2 separate regions of the Anas platyrhynchos genome follow, and region 2 is linked to region 1. A link is a contact called in public Hi-C data. All regions are on one chromosome and are shown on one strand. The core of a region is the stretch at or near the end of the contact, and the rest is flanking DNA. Distances in the headings are between cores, read along the strand shown.

What was found. A called contact is a pair of places that touch in the nucleus more often than the background predicts.
Region 2: a Hi-C map of skeletal muscle shows a contact between it and region 1, with 2.4 times the contacts expected there. The contact joins the promoter of KLHL15 here to the enhancer-like site in region 1. A contact is called at or near these places in 3 of 8 Hi-C or Micro-C datasets (F1 follicle, liver and skeletal muscle).

What each region holds. Positions count from the first base shown.
Region 1 is chr1:116,409,199-116,416,217 of IASCAAS_PekinDuck_T2T, forward strand. It overlaps PRDX4 (peroxiredoxin 4), which reads left to right. Exons shown (of 8, transcript XM_027449062.3): 2 at 1-113; 3 at 1,192-1,308; 4 at 1,791-1,913; 5 at 2,971-3,101; 6 at 4,715-4,749; 7 at 5,701-5,747; 8 at 6,099-6,223. The coding sequence ends at 6,102. Among named protein-coding and RNA genes, the nearest start is that of PRDX4, 6.0 kb to the left of the region's middle. Within about 2 kb of position 2,568, at least 1 of the 8 cell types and tissues checked has an H3K27ac peak or open chromatin away from gene starts, as enhancers often do. A contact at or near this core is called in F1 follicle, where this site is marked.
Region 2 is chr1:116,521,696-116,528,714 of IASCAAS_PekinDuck_T2T, forward strand. KLHL15 (kelch like family member 15) reads right to left here and starts at 3,677. Exons shown (of 5, transcript XM_027449050.3): 1 at 3,538-3,677; 2 at 1,947-2,024; 3 at 1,378-1,474. EIF2S3 (eukaryotic translation initiation factor 2 subunit gamma) reads left to right here and starts at 3,790. Exons shown (of 12, transcript XM_027449055.3): 1 at 3,790-3,939; 2 at 5,017-5,080; 3 at 5,588-5,715; 4 at 5,831-5,952. The coding sequence starts at 3,871.

The sequences.
Region 1 (7,019 bases), core at 1,318-3,817:
AAGCCAGCACCGTACTGGGAAGGAACAGCAGTCATTAATGGAGAGTTTAAAGAGCTGAAGTTAACCGATTATGAAGGAAAATATCTTGTGTTCTTCTTCTATCCTCTTGACTTGTAAGTATGACCTGAGTGGACAAATCAGGTGCACCTACAGTAGACCACTAATTCATTCCTTTTTCTCTTTTTTTTGGGGGGAGGTCTTTTCTGTTCGGAAAGGATTTGGAAAAGAAGAAGGGAGTGATAGAAGAAAATGCATTATTTGCGTTTGTATTTTCATCGTGCGTTGGTAAAACTACAACACGATATTTGTCATACTAGTGTGTCCACTGTTTTGTGTCTCCGTATAGAAAAAACCTGCAGTCTGTAGTACCCAGCAGGCAACCTCTATGTTTCACACTGTGCTGTAAGTCGCTGCTGCAAACAAAGGAGAGCATCCCATCGGTATTTTCCAGATTACATCTAGGATGTTAAGAGATAGTGTTTTCCCTTTAAGTTCATCCCATAACATCCTAATAACATTTAACATTACTCCCCTTTATTTGGAATGCAGTAAGTCCACTGGCTGAGTGAAAACATTTCTACTTTCTGCGAAACAATCCCGTTCTTTCCCACAAAATGAAAAAAGGAAGCTGTATAGTGACAAAGATGCGTACCTAGCTTGCTTTTATATAGAGGAGTAACTTGCCTCTTGGCCCTTAGTTTCAAAGCCCTAGAAATTGTGATTTTTTACCACTTCATTTCTTCTGTAGTGGAAAAATTTCAAATCAAAATAGACAATATCTGCAGATGTATGCTGTAACAAGAAGTTACCAATATATTCCTCTGAAAAAACTTGGCATGTTGTGCTTAAATTCAGCCCCTTAATATTCATGAAGTCTAAATGAAAGTAACTATAAGAACACTTATTATCCAGATTGCAAACGGACTGACTGTAGGTTTCTAATATTCAGTAATACACTGTATCAAAGCTAGAATCAGACTGGAAAACTTGTCAGGCAGCGTTTTGGTAAATAATTGAAGAAACATTAAAAAGATAAATAAAGGCTGAAATATTTCTGATAAATACACTGCTCTTTTTTTTTTTTTTTAGTTAAAAAAAATTAACTGCTTTGAAAAAGCAACTTATTAGTTAAGCTGAGAACCTACTAGATGATCATGAAATTTTGACTGTATTTTCTTTTATATTATCTAGTACATTTGTATGTCCTACTGAGATAATCGCCTTCAGTGACAGAATTGAAGAATTCAGAGCAATAAATACCGAAGTAGTAGCATGTTCTGTGGACTCAAAGTTCACTCACTTAGCATGGTATGTATCTTACGCTTGTCTTTTACTAAAAATTATTCGTGGGTTCATCTGAGCTGAGGAACTGTGTCCTCTGTTAACTCTAGTGTGTGAAAAGTACCTCTATCTTTGAAGCCTGTTTAATATGCATTCCTCAAAATATGTCATGTTCCACTCCAAAATATGTCAAATACAAAAAAAGAGATAAGGATTCCAGTCTCTGTAAAGGTGAGTTGCATTCTCCAAATCCATTAGTATGTTGGACTACACTGGTGTAAAGCAAATACGGTTGAGTAGAAAGAGGCCTTTATTAGTAGATATGGCCAAATACTGCAGAAGATCTACTGAACCATAGATAGCATTCATCTTCCTTGTGTGCAGAGCAAAAACGAGAATTGTTACTTGCACAAAATCCTTCTGTCTGTACTGTTCTGTTTTTTACTTAATTTAGTGTAGAGAACATAAGTCTTTATGAAGAATACATCTGTATCTCATTTCTTTCAAAGGATTAATACTCCGAGAAAACAAGGAGGACTTGGACCTATGAAGATTCCCCTTCTTTCAGATTTGACACACCAGATTTCAAAGGATTATGGTGTATATCTGGAAGACCAAGGGCATACCCTTAGGTATTTCACTTGGTTACATTTCGTGTTGCTTTGGGGTAGCACTTACTGTTTCATATCTAAAGATGCTTTTGGAATTTCTCTTTAATGCTCTCCATTGAGCGATATATATTAATATCAAAGTGGTTTTTGTGGGTGTGTGCAATAGCACATCCCGTGATCTTGCACTGTGAGCACTTCAAGCTCCTCTTTATGGTATATTGGCAAGCCTGCCACTAACTTGCAGCATATACATACAAAAGAGCTTACCTTCCCATTTACACAGTTTAAATGTCACAATAATACATCATGCTAGTTATCTGTATCCTCATACAAAGAAAGTAATTTGTGTTAAGGAACTTTCATATGAAGTCTTCCTTTAATTCTTGAAAAATAGGAGGACTCAGCAGTCTGATTGGGGTCATAGTAACCCCCCACAGATGCAGGCATACTACTTTGTTGATGAGCTATGCAGCACCAGAATGTGGTACTGTCGCAAAGCAAGAGCGGTTTTGACTTGAGAATTCTTGCCCAGAAACAAAATAAGTACTCAAGAAAACACACACACAAAAAAAAAAAAAAAAAAAAAAAAAAGCTGTAATGAATCAAAACAGGGGGCATATTTGATAACCCAATGTAACAACAGGCATCAGCAGATGCAAGGGCAAGGCAAGCATGCAGTGAGAATTCCCCAGAATTGCTGTTATTCAGGGACTTCCCAAGTCAAGACTGGAGCCAAGACTGCTGGTAACTAACAGCTCTAAAAATTGTGTATTTTGTAAACTTGATCAATTCCTTTTGGGAACTGCCTGACACCATAGCATCTGCAACATCCCCTGGCAGAGCCTGCCAAAGTTTAGTTTTACATTCTGCATGAAACTACCTGTTTGTTTTTAATTTGCCCTCAGCTCCTCTAATAGCCCAGGTAGAGAACAGTGGGTCAGTAGTATTCTAAGGAGGTGGGTATTGTATAGGACTTGCAGGGATCAAATTCCTCCCATCCAGCAGACATAGAAGTGTTTGAAAAAACAATGTAATTAGTTATGTTTCCTACAAAAAAAAATATTTTTTTTTTCAACAGAGGCCTTTTCATAATTGATGATAAGAGAATCCTTCGACAGATCACCATGAATGACCTTCCTGTTGGGAGATCAGTGGATGAAACTCTCCGTTTGGTACAGGCATTCCAGTACACAGACAAACATGGAGAAGGTGCTCTTTTAAATTCTTTCAAGTTGAAGATACTTTTACTTACCCTGAAAGCTGTCTTTGTAGCTTTTGGAAGAAAGTTACTCAGGAGCATTAGAGACTAGCTTTACGAACTGAATGAAGTAGTTTGGTTGTCCTGCGACAAGATTCTGTGGTGCTCGTTTCCTCATAGGCTGTTTCTAGTGTAGTAATTTTCATTTTGCTTCACATCTATGCGAACTCAGAGCATAAAGCATTCCCCAGCCTGAACACAGAGGCATTGTGTGTTACATGTCAAAAGCAAAAAGCTCTTAAAACACCATGCCCTGAAGAACCAGGCCAAATATTTCAGTATGTTCTGACGTCCTCAAAGAACTGAGATGCAGGCAGTCCTTGTCCTGTATCATTTGTTGATGGTCTGTGACAAATAACTGAGAGTGCTTCACATCAAGAAACACGGTGTTGCTGTGTTAGACTGCCATTCCTGTGTTCTTTACAAGCACTACGTGATCATTTTCCCCTGACAAAGAAGCTTTCACTGACTTGTCATTACTCTGTCTCAAGTACAGCTGGCTGTATTCCCCCACTACAGTTCAGGCATAGGATAAACTTCACAGATTTTTTTTAAATAATACATTTAAACAAATACATCAGTTAGAACATTTGTTTAACTATTAATACACAGATTCAGCAGCTTAACCTCCATTTTAACTCAGTTTCACTTGGTATTTAGAAGTACCTTTATCTGAAAGTACAAATCATTGTTATGCTTGACTGTAAAGAATTTTAACAGCTAAATGCTGATACTTAGGATGTGTGTACTTGAGTAAGGAAATTGAGTCTCTTATTTAGATACAAAGCTGTCTTAGAGAATCTTGATCTGTGCAGTGTGTTGTCCAGGATATCATTTTTTCCACCTGTTCATGAAAACTTTGTAGCTTCTGCATGAATGCTGAGAGCCTCCCTAGAGGTTTTACTGGATTCTTTGCACAGAACAGGAGAAAAAGTTCTTCACAGTTCCTAAATTGTATTTGTTGTATGTTTTTTGTCTGATAGCACGCCTTAAAGCAGTGTAATACTACAGAACCCATTGGGCTAAAGCCTCACAAGGAGACTTCTGAATAGACATGCAGCTGCACGGATGGTCACAGAGCATTTAGTCACATTGTGTGTGAACTGCATGCTTTAATCCCTTTGCTCCTTAACAGGGCTTCAAATAAAATCACTCAGTCTCTTCTGGGAACTCTGAACTGAGAAAGGTGGATAGGTCTCTGTGTAGTCACCTTGAACTTCATCATGAAACATTCATGTCCAGACAGCATGGGTGTTCGTTTTTAGATGCTATTTTCCCAGTGCTTTGTCTAAAACAGCCTAAGAATTAAACCAAGGTACAGACATCCACCCAGAAATGGGCAGTTTTCAGTTAACAGAAGTGCTAGGGGGTATCAGTCACGGACTGGTACTGACACCATCCTTTGTGTAACAAAAACTGTGTATCTATTAGTGGCAGATACTTAAATCTGGCACTTGGTGCTGTTTTACTTCAAGTTCAGAAGGGGAAGTGTCTATAACTTTACTGAGTGCAAAATTTAAGTGTGTTATTTTTATAAACTATCTTTTTTTGTTTTTTCTTCCAGTTTGCCCTGCTGGTTGGAAACCTGGCAGTGAAACAGTAAGTCACTTTTGATACTTAAATGCACGTATTCTTGGAAAACATACAATTATCATTTCCACTAAAATCAAGTCCAAACTCTTTGCAACATTCAATAAGATGAAGTAAGTTGACTCACAACGTTATGGTTAAAGCTTGAGTGGGAGTCGGAAGCTCCTGCTTCCAGTTATTTGACCATACAAATTGTTGGTTCTGTGGAGTCACTGTGGATCCTAGGCACTCCCCAGGAAAAATGATGCAAGCTCACAGGCTGCTTTCGTGTCTGACAGAGACAGTGTGCTACTATCACAGCTCCAGCAGAGAGCACTGCTTTGCTGCGCAGGAGCTCTTCTGCCTCTCAGTACTCGCCTATGAGTGAAGACAAGCAGAAGAGCTGAGGTTCAGACAAACACCCAATGAACTCATTTGTCTTCTCTGCACTTGGGTCAAGCCTCAGCAGAATAACGAAGCTTTTACTAGAGGTCTGAGCTGCCTAGTTGAGATGAGATCATGGTCATTCATTTGAGAATGTGGCTTTCTTCTGAATTGTCTGGTGATGACTGAGCATTGTTGTTTCAGGGCTGTCTCAACAAAAAGCAGGTCCCAGCAGCCTCTAACTAAGGAGAGTAGTGAGCATTTTAATTGGTAATAAAAACAAGAACGTTTCTTTACTGGATATGAAAATTTTCCAGGAAGATTGGAGTCACCTCTTTAAAGCCAGCAGAAGATTGTCTTAGTGGACAAAGCTGGATATTAAGAGCATAAGGTGAAAGGGGGCTTGCTGACCTCATAGAAAGACACATTCTGGCACTGAAAAGTTCTGCCCTCCATAACCACAGATTACCAAATAATACATAGGCAGTTCTCTTTCTTCTCTTTGCAAAAGATGCAGATAACTTAAATAGCAGCGTAGTTCAGAACCACTTTCTCAAAGATGTAGCCATGCCTTGTAAATGTGTTTGATTTAATTAGATCAAACCAGAGGAAGCCATGAGAGTGTGGTGGCCAAGGGAAGAACTGTAAGTAAATTCTAAGGCACTTGATTACAGATACTAGTTTATTAAAATACCTTGTTCTGGGGGCAAGCGACATAGAGGTATTTGCTCTCATCTGCCAAAACTCTTCCTTTGGGAGGCTGCACTCTCTTCTTCCCCCAGTTAATTAAATATTTCTGCTGCTGCTGTTAGGTGTCTTTAAAGATGAACAGTAATCTAATATCAGGTCAAATGATAAATTACTCTTCCATGTGTTGCTTGTGGGTTGGCCTTGGCATCATCTTTTGAAATCTTGTGCTGTTCTGGTTTCACAATTTGTTGCATTTGCATGGGTTTGTTTTTAGGCTAACACTTCCCTTTTTGTTTCTTGCACAGATAATTCCAGATCCAGCCGGAAAACTGAAGTATTTTGATAAACTAAACTGAAGCTCACTTCTCTTGAATTACATAGGTCACATTCAACTTGATTTTTGCCAATAAAATTTCCTTAATTTTGTTAACTTTCATGAGTTTGATTAATATATAACTCTAGTTGCTCAAGTACAAGTCTAACCTGCTTGAAGCATGGATACTTCATTAGTTATTCCTATGAGGTACGTGTTCTCCCCGTAAGTTTTGGTTAGGTACTTGGTTTTCCCAAAAGTTATTTTTCTTAGCAAAACTTACGAATATAACCTCAGACTGCTATGGATAGATTGCTTGATTTCGGCAAAAATCTTGTCTGCTTGGTCACACCCTAGAAACTAAAGCTAGAAAAGAGTCACTTGGTTATGGTACATTAGATCCAGGGGAAGTAGCAGCGTTGACCAGCTGCCCGGATTCCTCACTGCACGGAGAGAGGCAGAGGCAGCTGCTTCAGCTCCGAGAGTACTTGCCTAAGCACATGCACAGGGCAGAGGCACCTTACGGCCTTTTGAGTACAGCCTTCAGCAACCCTGAAGCACCGAAGATGTCAACGTGCTCAAATAACTCCAAGCAACAGCAGCACAACTAATGCAAACCCAGCCTCGTGGCTGTTCGTAATCCCAACGCACAAAATAAGCTCAATGTACGTGCCTGCACTGTAGCAGTTGTGCCCTCCTCTCCAGCAACACCTGTAAAACTTCGCCTGCCTCTCTGGCAAGGCCACTCGTTCCCACCGAGTACTGACAGAAAGAACCTTTGTTACACCGAGCCAGCAAACAAGACACAAACAGAGATAACTTACCGCCTGCGTTTTAAATGTTTTCCAGCCTACGGCACCTTGCTGAGCCAGGTGAGTAGAAGCTTAGAGGAACAAAACCACAGGTTGGATCA
Region 2 (7,019 bases), core at 2,427-4,926, 110 kb after region 1:
GGGGGAGCCGCTCCCCGCTCCGCCCGGCCAGGGGCGCTCCGCGCTGCCCGCCCCCCGCGCTGCCCGGCGCTGCCCGGCGCCATGCTCCCCGCCGCGGGCGCCCCGCGCCGCCCGTCACTTCCGCCGCCACCTGCGGCCCGGCGGGCAGCCCGCGGGAGGGGCCGCGCCCCGGGCGCCGCGAGGCGGCCGCCGCTCCCCCGCCCCGTAACCCGGCGCCTCCCCGGGCCGGGGCCCCGCGACGCCGCTCTCTCGCTTACCGGGGGCGAGCAGCGGGCGCCGGCCGCCGGGGATCGGGAGAGCCGTGCCCAGGAGCGTCATCTGCTCGGCTCCCCGCCCGCCGGCAGCCACCTGCGGGGGCTCCGCGCCTCGGGGCGGCCCCGCGGCTCGCCAGCCTGGCGGCGGCCCTCGGGGCACGGCCGGGCGGCTCCCGGCGGGGACGCGGCACCGGAGCGCGCTGCGAGCGGCTGCGAGCCCTCGGCGGAGCTGGCGCAACTCCTCCCCCTCGCAGCTGGCCGGCTGCGGGAGCCGCAGGCTGAGCACAGCCGCCGCGCTCCGCACGGGCAGCCCCGCCGGGCGCGGGCCGGCTGCACGGGGCTTGGCCGTGGCCCGGCCTTCACCTCCTTGCTTGGCTGTACGAGGCCAAAAGCAAACCCAGCCTTCCCCGCTGTAACAGGCTGCACGCCCGCTGCCATCCTCCCCGTGCGAACTGCTGTTCCCATCCCCTTCGTGCCAGTTTTCAGCCGTTCGTCGCCACCCCCGGCCCGCTCTCGATGAATAAAACAGCAGCGCAGCTCCTCCAGAACTGCCACCCTGACCTGAGCGTCTATCCCACCTCTCACAGCTTCACACAACCAACTAGTTACTCCGTGCTCAGCTTCACAAAAGACTTCCCGCTGCTATTCCCGCTCTGTCCAACTGACCTCCTGCTGCTCCCTCATGGCCTACTTACTCCACGTTGCAAACAACCTGCTCCCATTCACTCCCTCGAACCAGTGACCTGACCTCTCTCTGCTCAGCCAACTTCATACCGTTCCTCCTCACGCGCTTACTCACGCAGTAAATTTGCCCCATTTCCCCGGTCACAGTTTCAAAACCTGTTACTTGTGCAGTTACGGTGAGACAACCAACCTTTACACACCCGCTATCCCAAAGCTGCTACCCTTCCTGCCTCCGAAAGACAGGCTCTCCCTTATTCGCAGGCTATGTCCTCTGCTGCATCAAGCACATACACTTTGACAAGGAGAATCACTGCAGAATACGTTCCACACATGCAGAAACCACACAACTGAAACACCATGCATCCCTCTGCCCTCTTCACTTTTGGCCTTCATAGTTCAGGGAGGGTGTAAACAGCTAGCAGGGCTGTTTTGGTTTTACCTGACTGTCATTTTGCTGTTTGCAGTTTGTGGCAAGCTGAGGTGTGAGATGATCTTCGGGTCTCTCCTATACGCTGCCATAGAAATGGACCTCAAACCTGGCAAAAAAAACAAACAAAGCAAGCCAGCCATTTTTACATACTTGTTCTCATCATTATTAAAACATGCATTAAAGTATTAAAGAGTATTAACAAAAAAAACCACTCCTCCTCCACATCAGACAATTTACCTCCACTGTAAAAGCCATAACTTGTTAATAATGCTTCAGTCTCCTAACTAAAAATGTGAGACTTAAATTTGGGCCCCAGACAGCAACGAGTAGGGTCAATACTACCTTAATACTAATTTACATAGAGATTTAGGTTGACTCCTCTCATTTAGGTATCTGTACAACCTCGGTTATGAAGTAGTTACCATTGGCTTAACTGAGACTATTGAAATTAATATAATTCTGGACTTAAGTTTTTGAGTTTTATTAGTATGCAGTTCACTATTCCATTTCTATAATTTAGACATTAAATTTAAGCATGCACGTATCATATACTTGACAGTTCCTAGAAAGGTTTTTACCTTGTTTTGATTAGACATTTGCAGTCTTTAGACTTTCATTTTTCTTCATACTACACATATTCACAAATACGGTGAACCCTAGTAACAAAACATCAGAATATGCAAAATGTAGCATTTCGTTGTTTAAAGTAGGCGCAACCATTTGTGTATTTTTTCCCATTCCTGGCAGAATTCTTGGCAGGGATTAAATCATTTCTAAAGATTTCTGCAAACGTGACAAAAGCTGTTTCTGTAATTTTATACTGCACTGCATTATTGCATAAGTATATAGCTAAGTAACTGTAGAGTCTAGTATTTTCAGCTCATTTTCATGCCTGATGTTGAGGCAACTACATTCAAATACCACATCGCACTCTCACTGTAATTTGTCTATCTGTCATAAGCATGTATTGTTTCTCCCAAAAGCAAGATATTTACAATTCTTATGTAAAACATCATGTGGCCCGATGAAAGACTAGAAATGTAAATGTGTTTTATTTTTGTGCAGAATTACTGGGTTGCAAGACATAATACATTTTGTCACTGGCAACATCATCACCGTATGGTTTCTTGCCACATTCTTGTACTCTTTTCTTCAAAACAAGAATGCCGGCAATGTATTTGCTACGGGTATATACAGCAGGAGTCACTCCTGGATCTTGTAGCAGGAAAGTATGGGAATAACATTTGTGAAAGTGGGAGGTTACGCGCGCTGTTAAACCAGGCATACCAGTTTTGTACAGATTTCCATCATCGCATTTCAATCACATGTGTGCTGTGTGCCTGAGACCTATTGTTTTCACCCGAGCAGCTAGCCGGGCAAAATCTGGGAACCTCCACATTTTCCAGTAAGCAAAACCACTGTTGATGAATATGGATGCATCTGACAGCGGTTACTCATTGTGAAACCAGTTGCTCTGATCACTGAAGAAATCCTATTAGAGCAGCAATCTCCCCTAGGCCTTTAAGAAGTTCCCATGGAGAAGTCAATTCAATTCCCCACGGGGGAGGGCTGTGAATTTGGCATTTAGTCTCTGTTAAGTTTCTAAAACGGCTGTCAGCACTGATCAGGGGCTTTATTCCATTCTTAACACGTTTATGTTGTGAGCACGTTATGTTGCTGAACGCAGCGTGCATTTGGGGAGGGGAGGGGGGGGTTGGGGGCTGCTGGGTATAAAAGAAGAGCTCATGGCTTGGGGCAGGGCCTTGTATCTGCCCCCTGCAGCACCCCGCCTCCAGAAGCCAGCAGCGAGGGCACGAACGGGCTGTCACTGGGAACCGCACCAGGCTGGCGGCCAGCGGAGATCCCCGGCCCGCTCGCGGTGACATGTTTAAAGCCGTTACAGCCGTTACAGCCGTTACAGCCGCGGCGCTGGGCGCGCACACGGGCAGGCGGCCCGCCCCCCGCCCCCCCGCCGCCCCCCACACACCTCCATCTCCGGGCCGCTGGACGCGCGGTGACCGCCGCTGACGCCTTCACCCCCCCCCGCATCCCACGGCGACGCCCGATCCCCGCGGCGGCCGTTAGAGCGGCCGTTAGGGCGGCCGTTACCTCAGCTCAGCACCGCCCCGCCTCCCCCCCCCCCCTTCCCCCTCAGCCCGCGACCGTTACCCGGCGGCCCTCCCGCCCCGCGCATGCGCGAGGCCCTCCGCGCCCCGGCGGCGCTGCCGCACGCGGGGCCGGGTTGCATCACCCGGCGGCAGGGCGGCGGGGGCCTTCCGCGGGGCTGCCCCGCGCCGCGCCTGAGCCGCTCCCTCCCCGCGCCGCCACCGCCGCCCGCCCCGCCGCGCCGCAACCCCCTGCGGGGCGGCCCCGAGCCGGGCTGTGCTGGCTGCGCCGGGCAGCGCCGTGCGGCCGGGCTGAGGGCGGCGCGGGGCGGGGCCGGGGCCGGGGCCGGGGGGCAGGCGGCGGCGCGGGCAGCCCCGGCTTCCTCTGGCGGCCAAGATGGCGGGGGACGAGGCGGGGGTGACGCTGGGGCAGCCGCACCTCTCCCGGCAGGACCTGGGCAGCCTGGTGAGGGGCGGGCGGGGCCGGGGCCGTTGCCGTGACCGTTGGGTGGGCTCCCCTCAGCGCCCCGGGGCCGTGTGGCCGCGCTCCTCTCACGCCTCAGAGCGGTGCTGGCGCCGCCGCGGCCGGGTGCTCGCCCCCAAGGGGCTCCCGCGCCTCCGCGCCTCGCTGCTGGGTGCGGCCGCGCTGCTCGGCGCTTTTATCGCCCGTTTGCTGCCCGTTTGCTCCTCGGCCCCAGTCGCGGTGCGTGGCCTCGCGCGGGGCCGGGGAGGCTCCGCTGCCACCTGCAGGGCGCCGGCACCGCGTGAGGCACGGCGGCAAGGAGCAGCGAGACAGGCGCGGCAGGAGGGCAGAAGCTGCCTCCAACACGGACGTTTTGTTCGTGTGGTACTCGAGAGCAGGGCGGGTGGTGTTACAAGGCTGTAGTGGGTGATACAATCGATACACAGACTGCGGAAATGCGGTGTTTGGCCAGGTGCTGTCAGTAGTTTCCAGCAGCAATCTGCTGAGGACAACAGGTTTCTTCTTCCAGTACACGAGGTGGAAGTAACAGTGTTGGGGGACAAAGTTGTCATTCAAAAAATCAGAATCGGAACCATGGCGTTAATGACGTCCCTCTGCCTACTTACTCCACAAAGCTGCAAATATACCCATGTTTATATACTTTCTCTAATAGAACCTTAATCTCAAAGAAAACTACTATCTATTGCCAGACCTTTCTCTTTAAAACATAAGTACAGTTGGCTGTGTAGCCCATGATAAGTTAATATGATTTTACATGTTGCAACCAATTCAGTTTGGGGATAGATGCGAGGTATTTTTATTTTTAGAGCTTCCTTTGAAGCTTTTTGTTTTGCTTACTTTTCTTCTGTCTTTCTTTAACACTGCGACCTCTTCTGACTGTAGGCTTTTTGGCCTATTCTGCATACTTAATAAAATGGAATGCATAACGCTCGAGGTGTTTTAATGAGCTCGGTTGGATTTTTGCTTAATAGAACTACTGGATAAATTTTAAGAAAATACATATAGTACTCTAAATGTTTAGATCCAGGATGAATAAATTGTAAAATCTCCTTCATACAGGATGTTACCAAGCTGACGCCTCTGTCACCAGAAGTCATCAGCAGACAAGCCACAATTAATATAGGTAACAACAAAATTCTGAAAAAACGAGGGGCTGGGGGCATAGCAGTGTAACTTATCGTGGTGCTCGTGTGTTAGCATATGGTACCTGTGTTGGAAAAAATTAAGAAATCCGTACTGAAGCACAGTAATGTAGGTAAGGTATTCTTACTATAAGTTTTGTCAAGATGCAGGAAGAGACTAGTCAAACCGTTTTAACTTGAAAAGCACTGTGATTTTACTTCAAGAACTCCGTGTTGAATGATGTGGGGAGTGGTTGCTAAAGTAAAGTTTATTATACCTTAAAATTACACATTGAAATGAGTTTCATGAAAATGCAAATCACGACAACGCAAAGATCTGTGCATCAAGAGACAGTTCTAGGGTGTTGTGCATTTAAGAAACCCATATTTATTGTGATGGCACCACTGGAGCCAGTATGCCCAGAGAGTTTGGGGTGATTATGACCATAATAGAACACTGCACAAATTAGACAATGGCTTATTGACAAACATCTGTTTTTAAACCATAGGTACAATTGGCCACGTAGCCCATGGAAAGTCGACAGTAGTCAAAGCTATATCAGGAGTTCATACTGTCAGATTTAAAAATGAACTGGAAAGGAATATCACAATCAAGCTGGGCTATGCTAATGCAAAGGTGAGTTATTGGTAGAGATAGAGCAAATATATGGCTGATATATTTCAGGGTGGATGGAAGCTTATAAATAATAAACGGTTAATTAAACCTCTCAATTTTTAAAAATTGTTTCCAGATTTACAAGCTGGATGACCCGAGCTGTTCCCGACCAGAGTGCTACCGATCCTGTGGAAGTAGCACCCCAGATGAATTCCCTACAGATATTCCTGGCACCAAAGGGAATTTCAAACTAGTCAGGTACCTGCTGTAAAATGAGTGGTGCAAATTGTATTTCCTTTATTTGCATTTGCTTTACAGAAATGAAAATAGTTGTCAGGATTGAGTTGTGAGCTGAATGATAACAGACCACGTGCTCATAGATGCTGAGATGGGGCACCCCGATCTGAGGGAACTCTTAAACTGTGCTCTCTGTCATTGTCTGTTTGCAGGACACTGAAGTGAAACGATGCTTTGTTCTACTCTTACCATAAGTACATTTTTCAAGACACCAGAGTAAGAACTAATATGGACTTTGCAAACTCATCTTTAAAATTCATTTCTGATGTGTGGCTTTTTTTCTGCCTCAATGGATAAAAAAAAAAAAGTTTAAAAGTTTTCCTAGTTCTAAAAACGAATCTCTTAAAGCCTGATTCTTAGTACTGGAGGACAGGCGTCCTTCATTTCCTTCACAAGCATAGCATGGTCATTATGCAAGCATCGTAATCACAGCTGTGGTTGTGTGAGTCTGCACAATGATTGTTCAAATGAGAGTACTCACAAAGGCAGTTGTATGACAGGATTCCTGGTTCATGCTTACCTATAAAATAGGCGTCCTGCTGTAGTCATGTATTTCCTCCTTTTCCTCAGATTCCCAGTAGAGCACTAGTTCTAACAATAGCTTCTGTCAGGGTGTGATTGTTGTGCAGCCATTTTTAAGCTCTTGCTTTAAAGCTTTAGGTTCTTTATCTTGCTGTTTATTTGCTTATTGTAGATTTTTAATGTTGCTGGCGAAGCAGAAAATTAGTCTCTTCCTTTTTGGTGGCATGCTGCAAGGTTTCTTCGTTGAATAGTTTCACACAAGAATGTAGTGTGTCGACTGTTATCAGCTGCACAATGCATTCATAAGATTGGAGCTAGCAGCTGTAGTGCTGTCTCTGGATAAATCTTTGAAGTGCAATTGTTACCATGTAATTAAAGATGCATCATTTTCTAAAACTGGAGTGAGAGGCATCTTAAAAGAGATCAGAGAGATGGTGTACAATGTGCTAGTTCCTGTGTTTCTTTGTTCTGGTGCATTTAAATCTAGTCTAATTTACATGTATTTT